Linked DNA regions of Mus musculus: regions 2 and 3 are each linked to region 1. The links are chromatin contacts, called in public HiChIP or PLAC-seq maps. All regions are on one chromosome and are shown on one strand. Each heading gives the region's core, a stretch centred on a gene start, on an enhancer-like site or on the middle of the called end of the contact. The rest is flanking DNA. Distances are from core to core; before and after follow the strand shown. Region 1 has its middle 16 kb from the start of Gm32590. Region 2 has its middle 3.1 kb from the start of Gm26002. Region 3 has its middle 67 kb from the start of Gm32643.

Region 1 (3,735 bases), core at 843-3,342:
ACATGAGCTTAAAATTCTAAGAGAAAAATAATGACAGCTTTCCTGAACAGAAGACAAGCCTGAAAAGTCCTTTGTCCCCTGTCCCTCCCCCGCCTCTGCAACTGCTCAGCCTGTGCGGCTCCCAGCATTTAACAAGCTTTTATAAATAAACAGGTGGATCTGGACAAGGAGCAATGCCCAAGAAAACAGGAAAAGAAGCAATATCAAATGAAATTATGGGCAAAAAAAGGATGTTATTTCGTAGGATCTGAAGACTCTTCCTTTTACCATTCAGGAACAAGAATATATTTTACTTATCAGATTTCTATGTTATGAACTTTAAATATCTATCAAAAGTCTCCTGCATGGGTTGGAGTGACAGCTCAGTTTACAAAATGATTGCCCTGCAAGCATGAGACTCCAAGTGTATAAAGAGGAAGGCATGATGGCAGGCACTGTCCACAATCTGGAGAGGTAGAGATGGGAGGATTCCTGGAGCTCCCTGGCCAGCCAGCTTAGCCTAACCACAGCAAGCTTTAGGTCAGCAAAAGACACTATTTCAAAAGACAAGATGGGTGCTAGATAGATAGATAGCTCAGTGATTAATAGTTCCAGAGTTCCCAGACTTGATTCTCAACACTCCTTAGTAGCTTACAACTGTCTGTAGCTCTAGTTCCAGGAGTTCTAAAGACGTCTTCTGGACTCTGTGGCCAATAGGCACAGTAGTAGTTTTCATGCCTATAAGTAAGTAAACATTCATGTGCATAAGATTAAAAAAAATCTAGCTGGGCAGTGGTGGCACATGCCTTTAATTCCAGCACTTGGGAGGCAGAGGCAGGCAGATTACTGAGTTTGAGGCCAGCCGAGTCTACAGAGTGAGTTCCAGGACAGCCAGGGCTATACAGAGAAACCCTGTCTCGAAAAAAAGAAAAAAAAATTAAAAATCCTAAATTTAAAAGAATAATGATGCAGATTTCCCCTGAAAAATAATAGCTGAGATTATCCTCTGGCCTCCATACACACTTGAATGAAGGGACACATGCACACCCAACTGGGATGGACATTTATGTGATATCAAAGAATACAAATCTACTAGACCACAAGTGTGTCCTACTCAAGCAGCCCAAAGAAAGGACATCTGATCCTCTACAAGACCCTCTGTAAATGTGTTTCAGCCTAAGCTAATGGTTGCTGTTTTGTTCTGTAAGTGTCAAGAACTTTGATCACACTTGGCTTTCTGGTCTTTTGGCTTTCTGGGAGTATGTGTTAGAATCAGACATAAACCACAATGCTGTGCTTTACTTCTGTGTGGGGCTCAAACTGGTTTTACTTTTTATTGGTCTTGTTGATGTTACTATTTTGGCAATTTTAAACTTTGTCAATTGCGAGTTCTCATCCATATTGATTTGGATTTTCAAAGTGGGAATAGTGGGCAATCCGGGTATGGAACTTATCTAGACAATGGGGCACTAAGAAGATGTAGGGAATCCCTTATCCCTTTGTCTCAGAGAGTTTTTTTGAGCCTGACCAGTTATCAGTATCTACATCTAGAGTCCCCATGTCCTTTTGTCCAGATCAGGAGCATGCTTCATGAAGCCACTCTCTACAAATGTTGTGAATGTTGATGATGCATTCTTGGTCATCAACATGTAGATGGCCCAAGGGCCCTTCTCACTATCCCTTTACCAAGGTCAGCCAGGAGCACAACATGAATATAACAAGAACATACTAGTTGGGGAAAGATTCTCCTGAATATTGTAGTCCTCAGTTAAAGAAGTGATTTACCGTGTCAGAAATGTACTCCAAGTATCAAATATGCCTGGCTTTGAATTGTCCTTGAGCAAGGTCAATTCTCAGCCCAATGACTACCTTTGTCAACTGTGGTCATATTCTTCAAGTAGCTGGAGGTTCTTGGGCAGACTCCACTGTTAAAACTTTCCTGATTCTAGGCAGAACTTCTGAGAAGATTCAAAGCACATGTTCTCAACACGCACAGGTGGCCTCACTTTAAGGGTCTGGAAGAGCGGATGCCAAAGTCAGATGACAAAGTTGTGGGGAGAGGAAAAGAAAAACCAAAAAAATTAATGGAGATTTCGAAATTTTGTTTCCTGTCAGGGAGTAGGCGCCCACATTTCCTTCCTGCTCACCTCCCTCTGAGCTAGGACAGTTTGACCAAGCCCAAAGACCTCAAGCTAATTAAACTCACCCTTCTTTCTCTCTCCATTCGGATATTCCCCTACTGCTGCATCCTAGCCCCTGGTGGGTCTCCCATCCTTGTTGGTATTCATTGATGTCCCTACACACACTGGGGAGTGAAGTAGGAGATGCGCTAGGCATGAGTTATCACCAAGTTCACAACTTAATAAATATTTCCACTTTCAACTCCCCTGAAGCTCGAGTCCCACATAGCAGATCAGATTCTGACATAACCCATCTTCACACTGGTCCTACCTATCCCTCTAATGAGCTATGGGACAAACTACTGGGCTGACGGATCCCTTCTGACTGTAGTTAATATTGTGTCTGTTTTCTCCGCTGGGCATCAGAAATTTGTATTGCTTCTTGTGATTCGAGTTGGAAACACTTTATGATGTGGGGAATTAGAAGCGGTCTCTCAAAAACCTTTCTGAGAATCAGGTATACAACTAGGACTTGCCTATGAGGTAATCAAATATGAGAAAGGAGCCTTGGTGACCACTGGGTCACCTACGGTATAGTTTTTACTCATGTCAGCCAGTTACAGGGGGGTACAGCAAAGGACACAGAGAAAATCCAAATGAACAGTACCTAAGGCAGGTGTGTCAGCTTTCTATCACATGTGGCTGAGATGATCAATTTGTAGAGAGTTTTGTCTTGGCTCTGTGGATTTGAGTGAGACTGTTCCTCATGATTGGAATATAGAATGGAGTAAAAGCACTCACTTAATAGTGGGGAAGCAAAAGAGAGTGATGAAGAGACTGGGGTCCCATAATTCCCCATGAGAGCACCCTCCAGTGACCTAAGCTCTCCCCACAAAGTCCTAACTCTTAAAATATCCACCTAGCTGAAGACCAAAGCTTTAAGTCACGGGCCTTAGGAGACATATCACATATTTATTATCATAGCAAAGTATGAAGGAAGGGTGTCAGATACACAGGCTCCCTACAAGCCATGTTCCTTCCAGCACCCCATAGGTTCAACAACAAAGAAGTTCCATAAGTCCCTTACCTTGCATCCTGAGGAGGCTCCATTGTGACTAAGTTGACCATCGGTGGCCAATTCAACCTACTTTGTTGTTGGCAGATGATGGCTAGGGTTAGAAGGGAGGATACTAGATGTTCCAATCCTCTAGTTACAAGATAGTTCCATTAGGCATCTCTGATTATATACACAGATACTTACATTTTTGAGATTCCATAGGTTTCAGGAACTGTGTACAAGAACACAGAGATTAAGGCCAAATGAATGTAGAAATCTGTTATAATAGAAAATAGGACACTTCAGACCATTTTCATAACCTTCAAAGATGTCTCCCAGAGTGAGTTCACTATTCACAGACCTCTGCTCTATCTTCAAAAGTAGGGGCGGCCTCAGTAAGCATGTATCTTCACCTTGTCAGGAACCTGCCAGGGTCTGTGAAGCTGGGTTTAATCCCTAGTTCCCACATTTAAAAAATCAGTATGTGTGGAAAGAGAGAGATCCCTGGGGCTTAGTGGTCAGTTAGCCTAGACTACCTGGTGAGCTTCAGGCCAATGAGAGACCCTGTCTCAGTAATAA
Region 2 (3,735 bases), core at 685-3,184, 860 kb before region 1:
AGGATGACTGGGTAGGAAAGTGAAAATGTCATAGCCACATGGACTTAGGATTCAGGGGACCACATGAATGGCATCCAACCAAGTAACAGTTGCTTGTTCGAAGCTAACAAGAGTTGAAAGAGAATGATTATACATGTGCAATTGAACAAAAAAGCAGTACAGTACTCTGAACTGGTTCAAGAAAATGTATATATTGGTGATTCGAGACCCTTAAGGTAACCTAATCAGATTGGGCTGGAGACAGGGCAAGTCCCACTCTCATACTCAAGCCCACACCCATTCTTGACACCCTAGAATTACAGGCAGCCTGACTGCTGTCTTGTTCCATGAGTTTCATACCCCTATCCAGAGAAAGAGTGTTCCTGACACATAGCATAAGTTACAAGTGTCTGTTCCTCGAGCTTGGTCACAAAGCTTGGTCACAAAGCTAAGGTCACATATTAGCTAAGCCTACTCTCTTGAAGGGCAAGACATTCCCTTTCCATGGAAACCTTTGAGGTAGTCACACAGGACTGAAGCTTTTTACCTCAGATTATTGCAATGTGATATCTAATAGCTCCAGACAGCGCCTGCTCTGTGCCTGCTCTTGTCTGAAGGACAATTAGATTCGACTCAGTACCCCACCCCCAGTCTTTTTCTCTCTGTATTCCTCTCTCTCTTTCCCCACTTACCCTCCCTAGAAATCTAACAATAAATATATATCAAATGACTTTTATAATTATACATCCAATGAAATGATCACAAAGAGTCTAAAAGTCTCACCGGGCAGTGGTGGTGCACGCCTTTAATCCCAACACTTGGGAGTCAGAGGTAGAGGCAAGCGGATTTCTGAGTTTGAGGCCAGCCTGATCTACAAAGTGAGTTCCAGGACAGCTAGGGCAACACAGAGAAACCCTGTCAAAAAAATGTATGAGTCTAAAAGTCTCATGAAATATAAATTTTGTCAGAAATATTAACAAATTTAAAAGATTAGCATCCAGATGAGATAACAAAGGTTCATGATAATAGTGGCAGGAAGTTTAAAAATAAGCCTGTGACATGGCTCACAGATTGAAAGTTCAAGGCCATACTTGACTACATAGTGAAATTTCAGAGCACTTAGGACACATGAGCCCCTGTCTCAAAAGAAAAAGAACTATGACTCTTCTGCCTCCATCTCCAGTGTGCTAGAATTACAGACAATGGACCACCACACCTGGTCACCATTTAGATGCTGCTAGATATTGAACCCAGGGCATTGTACGTGATAGGCAAGCACTGACAACTGAGCTTATAGCAATAGATAATTGTTGTCTTGTCTGACACCCTTTTACTCTTTGTTGTTTTTGTTTTTCAAGACAGAGTTTCTCTGTGTAGCACCAATTGTCCTGGAATTCACTCTGTAGGCCAGGTTTGCCTCAAACTCAAAGATCCACCTGCCTTTCCTTTAAAGGCATGTGCCAACACCACCTAGTGACCCTTATTTGCTATTTTCAATTCAGGGAATTACAATGTTTCTGGACCTTCTCAGAACTACTGACTCATCTTGGATCTGCTCCAGCAGTCTCCTTGTCCACACTCAAGGTACTGCTTTATTGGAGTTGCTAATGGCCTCAGCATGGGGGTCAGATCATGAGAGGCTGGTGAGAATGTTCCACACCTGTGAAATCCCCTATTTATTTGGAGGAAGCAAATGTCTTCTCTGTTCCTGAGCCATTTGGGTAAGTCACATGGCCAAACACCAATGTATGAGGTGAGGCTGTTTCCTGGGACAGTTGCAAATGAGAAGGAAATAGATGATTATAGATGATACAAACTTCATGCCTCAGCTATCTCTCCAGCCAGAGGAGGAAACTGAGGCATAGAGAGGTTCAGTGCCTCACCCAAGAGCCTTCCTGGAGGTAGAGTCAGTGTTTTGTCCTAAGAGTCTGACTCCAGAACACTGAGTCATTTCCCATATTCTGACTCCAGAGCTCTCATTTTGACGAAAGTACTCACAGCTATCTCTTGTCTCAGGTTTCAACAGTTACTAGTGAAGCAATGGAAGCAGGAGACTAGAGCATGACAATAAAACCGCATGAAATAAAGTTCTGGACTCTTTCAATAACGAATTACCTGGGGCTCAGCTGCTACAGTGCTTGTCTAGTATGTGTGAAACTCTGGGTTCTAGCCCCAGCACTGCATAAACTGGGTGTGGTGACTCATTCCTGAGATCCTAGCCCTGGACAGGTAGGTAGAGGTGAGAGTGCCGGAAGGTTAAGGTCGTCCTTGACTGTGTAGTGAGTTTGAGGCTATCCTGAGATGTATAAGACTCACAAAAAAAAAAAAAAAAAGAAAGAAAGAAAGAAAGAAAGAAAGAAAAAAGAAAAAAGAAAAAAGGAAAGAAAAGAAAACAAAAGAAGAAAAGAAAAGAAAAGAAAGAAAGAAGCAAAAGGCAAGAGCTATCTAAATTGATGTTGTGCTGTTATCTAAATTGATGCTGTGCTGTTAACCAGGAATTCATAAATTGCCTCTCAGAACAATATAAGGGAATCTTGGAGTATTTGTTCTAGAAGAATTCTCTGGATTCACATAAAACTGAGCTCTTGCTAAACACCATAGTCAGGGAAACAGCTATAGAAATCACATGGGGACCACCCATCTCAGGCCCGGGTCCTGTTCCTAAAGTGCTCTTCCTGTCCTTATTTCCTACTAGGTCTGATTTTTCATGTGGAAGAATGTCAATCAGTTGCATCTAGGCTTGTTTCCAGGGAGCACAGAGCTCAGACCCACTACATGCCTCCTAAACAAATATATGTATATACAGAATAAGTCAGGTTAAAGTCAGGCAAACACCTCAGACACCACATCATAGGTTTGAAAGAGGAAGAATAAAGTGAGTCATGACAGGCCGAAACCTCGACTCCATCAGAACCCCCTCCATGCCTGGTCCTGAGTTTGAAATCCAGCATTTGTCTTAATCAAATTTAGACATAGTCATGCATTCTTACTTCCTAGATGTCAGTTCTTTTCCTAGGGCTGGGAAATTGGAAGGGATTCCTGAGGACATGTATTGGGATAAATGTCTTCTCCTGGAAGCAGGACTGAACCCATAGAGATTGCCTCAAGGCCTGGTTCCATGCAGCTGGCCTGTACTCTGAAGGAAGTGGTCAGCCAGGGGTGGAATGACGTCAGGGACAGCTGAGTGTCTGCCACCAACGAGCTTAGGAGAGTTTAGTATGAGGGTGTGAGCTTAGCTCAAGAGGAAAGTGAGCAAGTGGTATTGGTGTTTATCCGCCGAACACTGCGTCTCAATGTCTTGTTAGCCCCTACCTGTTTTCTGAGAACTTTCCCACTCAGTAGATTACCTGCTAGCTTAAATGCTATAGCAGAAAAATCCCATGCCCAGCTTCTCAGCAAGGAAAGCTCCCTCACTAATCTCCGGGTCACTGTCCAATTGTTATGGGTACACAGTCTCCTATGAAGTGACTCTGGGACCTGGAATTCTTCCACCTTGGGCTTTGCCAGCTTTGGGGTCTGGAGGCTCTCCAGTAGATGATTCTAGAAGGGGTATCCATTTCACTAGAAATATCTCATTGGAACTCAGGGATGAAGCTTCATGTAGTTAGAGTGCAGGCATTGTGGTCTTTCTGGGTGCCCAAGAGGAAGACAAACTGGTTTGAAGAAACAGTTAAGGAAAGCACATGGGGGGGTAAACACCATCCAAGTGAGAAGCCAGGAATGTCCCCACACTGTGAGGAAGGCAGCTTTTTAGCC
Region 3 (3,735 bases), core at 652-3,151, 770 kb before region 1:
ATACTTGTATATGGAGTTCAGAAGTTGGCACTGGGTATCTTCCTCAGCCGTTCTCTACCCTCATTTTTGAGGCAAGGTCTCAATTGGACCTGGAGTTCATCAATTTGGCTAGCCAGAATGGCTTGTCATTGAGGTCCAGGAGTCCCCCTATCATCCTGCCCTCTCTGGCTACCAGGGTTGGGGTTACAAATGTGTAGGACTGTGATTGCTTTTGCTTGGGTTCTGGGGATAAAACACAGGTCTTTATGCTTTGATTGCAGGTACTTTATCAACTTAGCCATTCTTTCCAGCCCTTTTTTATTGTCTTTTCTAATTCATGATTATCATCTCACCTCAGTAATTGTCTGACATGTGCTTAGCTATTCTGGCCATGGCTGGGTCCTTTACACCGTTTCCTGAACACATTGGGTGTTCTGAGCTCTGCTGGCTGTTCAGGTTCTGCATGACAGAAATTGTCAGCGTTTACTCCTCCCCCGAGAAATATAAATTACTATGGTGCTGTGTAGAGCCTACACTGAGCATCTTGTCAGTGATGACTGTGGGACTGGATACCCCTACTTTAGGAAGAAATCAGTGAGAGCATTGTAGATTTTTCAAGCATATTAAATAAAGGAAATTCCAGCTTGCCATGTGAAATCCTTCTGCAGAGAGAAGGAAGGGGCCCCACACTGCTGACTTACCCTGATAAGCAGCTTGAAAATTCAGAAGGAAAAGAAATGAAGAAGGATCATGACATAAAGACCCAGTGTGGTCAGCAGCTCTCAGATGGCAGTTTCCCCGTTCCTTAGACACTTGACTCCAAGGCACAACAGGCTGTTAGGGGCACCTGTTGTTTTAAAAAGTAAATATTAGCTTTCAGAACAGCGCATCCTGGAATAGAAAACTCAGTTTTTATTCTAATTAGTTTCTATACATGAGGTTGGAGGTTGCATGCAGTGTGAGGCTTATCATTGCAATGCACAAATGCATGAAAATGAAAGAGATTGAAGAGCTCGGGCTGTGGCTGTTGCTTACCTGGATGAGTGCTCCCCTGGCATTCTTAAAGCCCCACAGCCAGCATAACTCAGCAACACAGTCCAGGCTTCTGATCCCTGTCTGGGAATCCATGGTTTCATTTTGTTTGCAGTCTAGGGATGGAATCTAGGACCTTATTTGCAAACACTGGGTGAAGGCTCTACCACTCAGCTGTATCTTGAAGCTTTAATCTTTAATCTTATATTAAAAACATTCAGAGGCAGGAAGATAGATTGGTTGGTAAAATACCTGAGTTTGACCCCTGAAATGATATTTAAAAACAAAACAACAGCAACAAACTAAGTGTGGTGGAGTCAGAAAAATCCCGGTAGTCACTGCTAGTGAGCTTAGCCTGCTTGGAGATTCCAGGTCTCAGTGAGAGAACCTGTCTCAAAGAACAAGGTAGAAGACTCCTGAAAAAGACAACTGAGGCTGACCATCACACATGCATACACCCTTGCATGTACCTCTTATAGATTGTATGTTGAAGTACTGTGTATGTTTTTTCTGAAAAATCCATTTTTATGGACTATTTAAAGGAAGGTTTCATTGACCCATATAAGAATTGTAATATACTTCTAATTTAACCATCTCCCCCCACATGCCAACAAAGATATTCCATTCTCATGCTGTGGGCTGCAGACTGTAGCCAGTAGTTTCATGTGTAAAGCAGTTATGGCTCTGCTTAGGAATGAAGCATATTCTATCAGCAAGCCTGGGTGGTCACAGATGGTAGGCAGCAGAGCCCTGGCTTACTAAGACCATTGTGTTGCCCCCTTTCAAAAATTCATTCTTTTCTAATGATTATGGAGGAAAAATATGAGTCAGGTACTGTGTGGCAATATGCTCACCAGAAGCTCTGTAATACTGCCTTGCCCAATCTTCATAGCCACAGACCCAGCCATCTGTGTCAATGAGTTCTCTCTCTGTCTCTAATAACTAATAGAATGACCAACACAATTCTTCTTATGTCCAAGACTATCTAGCCAAAGTACCAGTTTGGAAGTCTTAGGCTGTGTAATAACTTGTTGTGCTACATCGCAGTCTGGTGGCTGGCTTTCATAGACCTTAGGTATCTGTCTGCCAGGGGATTGCTTAATGTGCTGTATGGTGCATTGTGTTCTGTCCTTGTGTTCTAACAAAATGCCACATCCTCCCCACCCAGATCATCTATAAGTGCACACACTATAGATGTATATCTATAAGATGGTTGCATGGGGGTCAGTCTCCCCTTTGTCAGGACTCTTTTCAGAAGTGACAATCAAATCCCTCAACTTTTATCTAAGATGCTGTTATTCCATATTAATCTTTCTTCCCCCTTCCCTCTCTCCCTTCTTTCTCCCTCCTTCCTTCACTCCCTGCCGTCTCCTCCTCTTCCTTTTTCTCTCTTTCTCTCCCTTCCTCTTCTCTCTCTTTCTCCCCCCTTCCCCTCCCATTTTCCTTGTGCCACTCATCTTCCATTCTAGGGTCTTACTTCCCAGTAACCTTTTGTGACCATGTATGAAGTGGACACTTCCTAGACACAAGGCCTGGAGAAGTAAGGCCTTCCCTTTTTCACTCACAGCAGACAGCTTTTTAAAGGTTCTTCCTAGAAACATTATGGGGAACATGGCTTATTAATGCTCAGTGGAGGCTTGGAACAGACACTTTTCATAACTTATGAAGTTGAGTTTGTTGAAATGATTCAGACACTTAGTTCAGCATGGGGAGCCAAGAGAGTTTAAAGGTATACATGGGAAAGGACTTTTTCCTGTGGTCATCATTGTGTGTTTTAGTTACAAAGAAAATATTCTTTATAGCTTTGTTGAACGAGTTCTATAAGAGAAGAATTTTGTTTTGAAACAAGAGGTACATACATAACTTATCTGGAGCAGGGACCGCATGCCCAGATTCTTGTGCAGAGGCTAAGGCTGGCTCACCATTTCAGGAGAAAGTAGGTGCCACTGAATTAAATGAGCAAAACAGAGTTCAGATGTGCTAGGTGCTCAGGTCATCTCTAGTACATTCACAAGGCATCTTTTTCTAAGGACCAAATAAAACTCCTCCCATCCTCTCCCAGCCGAGGTAGTAAACAACTGAGGTGTTGACTGACAGAGCGTGTCTGTGCTCTTGTCACCAAGTCAGATGTTCAGGGAGGAGAGGGGAGGGAGCATAGTTTCAGTTCCCATGAATGCCCCTGAGTTAAACTAGGGATGTATGAGGAGGCAACCTTCAGGAGGACAGCAGCAGGCCACTCGGGCAATGACTGGAGTTGAAGTTCTTAAAAGCTCCCCATTGCTGAGCCAACAGTGGTTCTGTATGATTATCACCTCTGTTATAGGAAAGGAACGGCATCCATGCTAGATTACACTGGCAGTTTGTTGGGAGCCGCCCCCACATTCGCCGTTACAAGATGGCGCTGACATCCTGTGTTCTAAGTGGTAAACAAATAATCTGCGCATGTGCCAAGGGTATCTTATGACTACTTGTGCTCTGCCTTCCCCGTGACGTCAACTCGGCCGATGGGCTGCAGCCAATCAGGGAGTGACACGTCCGAGGCGAAGGAGAATGCTCCTTAAGAGGGACGGGGTTTCGTTCTCTCTCTCTCTTGTCTCGCGCTCTCTCTCTTGCTTTTTCGCTCTCTTGCTTTTCTCTCTCTCTTGCTTTTCTCTCTCTCTTGCTTCTTGCTCTCTTTTCCTGAAGATGTAAGAATAAAGCTTTGCCGCAGAAGATTCTGGTCTG

What was found. HiChIP or PLAC-seq counts read pairs in DNA pulled down with a chosen protein or histone mark.
Region 2: a contact with region 1 is called in an H3K27ac HiChIP or PLAC-seq map of acute myeloid leukemia, with 4 times the contacts expected there. The contact joins two enhancer-like sites. A contact is called at or near these places in 2 of 115 datasets of contacts at active chromatin or transcription factors (acute myeloid leukemia and differentiating embryonic stem cells).
Region 3: an H3K27ac HiChIP or PLAC-seq map of acute myeloid leukemia shows a contact between it and region 1, with 3 times the contacts expected there. The contact joins two enhancer-like sites.

The regions. Positions count from the first base shown.
Region 1 is chr8:127,787,783-127,791,517 of GRCm38.p6, reverse strand. No RefSeq gene overlaps it. Among named protein-coding and RNA genes, the nearest start is that of Gm32590, 16 kb to the left of the region's middle. Within about 2 kb of position 2,092, at least 3 of the 459 cell types and tissues checked have an H3K27ac peak or open chromatin away from gene starts, as enhancers often do. A contact at or near this core is called in acute myeloid leukemia, where this site is marked.
Region 2 is chr8:128,646,065-128,649,799 of GRCm38.p6, reverse strand. No RefSeq gene overlaps it. Among named protein-coding and RNA genes, the nearest start is that of Gm26002, 3.1 kb to the left of the region's middle. Within about 2 kb of position 1,934, at least 32 of the 459 cell types and tissues checked have an H3K27ac peak or open chromatin away from gene starts, as enhancers often do. A contact at or near this core is called in acute myeloid leukemia, where this site is marked.
Region 3 is chr8:128,557,632-128,561,366 of GRCm38.p6, reverse strand. No RefSeq gene overlaps it. Among named protein-coding and RNA genes, the nearest start is that of Gm32643, 67 kb to the right of the region's middle. Within about 2 kb of position 1,901, at least 17 of the 459 cell types and tissues checked have an H3K27ac peak or open chromatin away from gene starts, as enhancers often do. A contact at or near this core is called in acute myeloid leukemia, where this site is marked.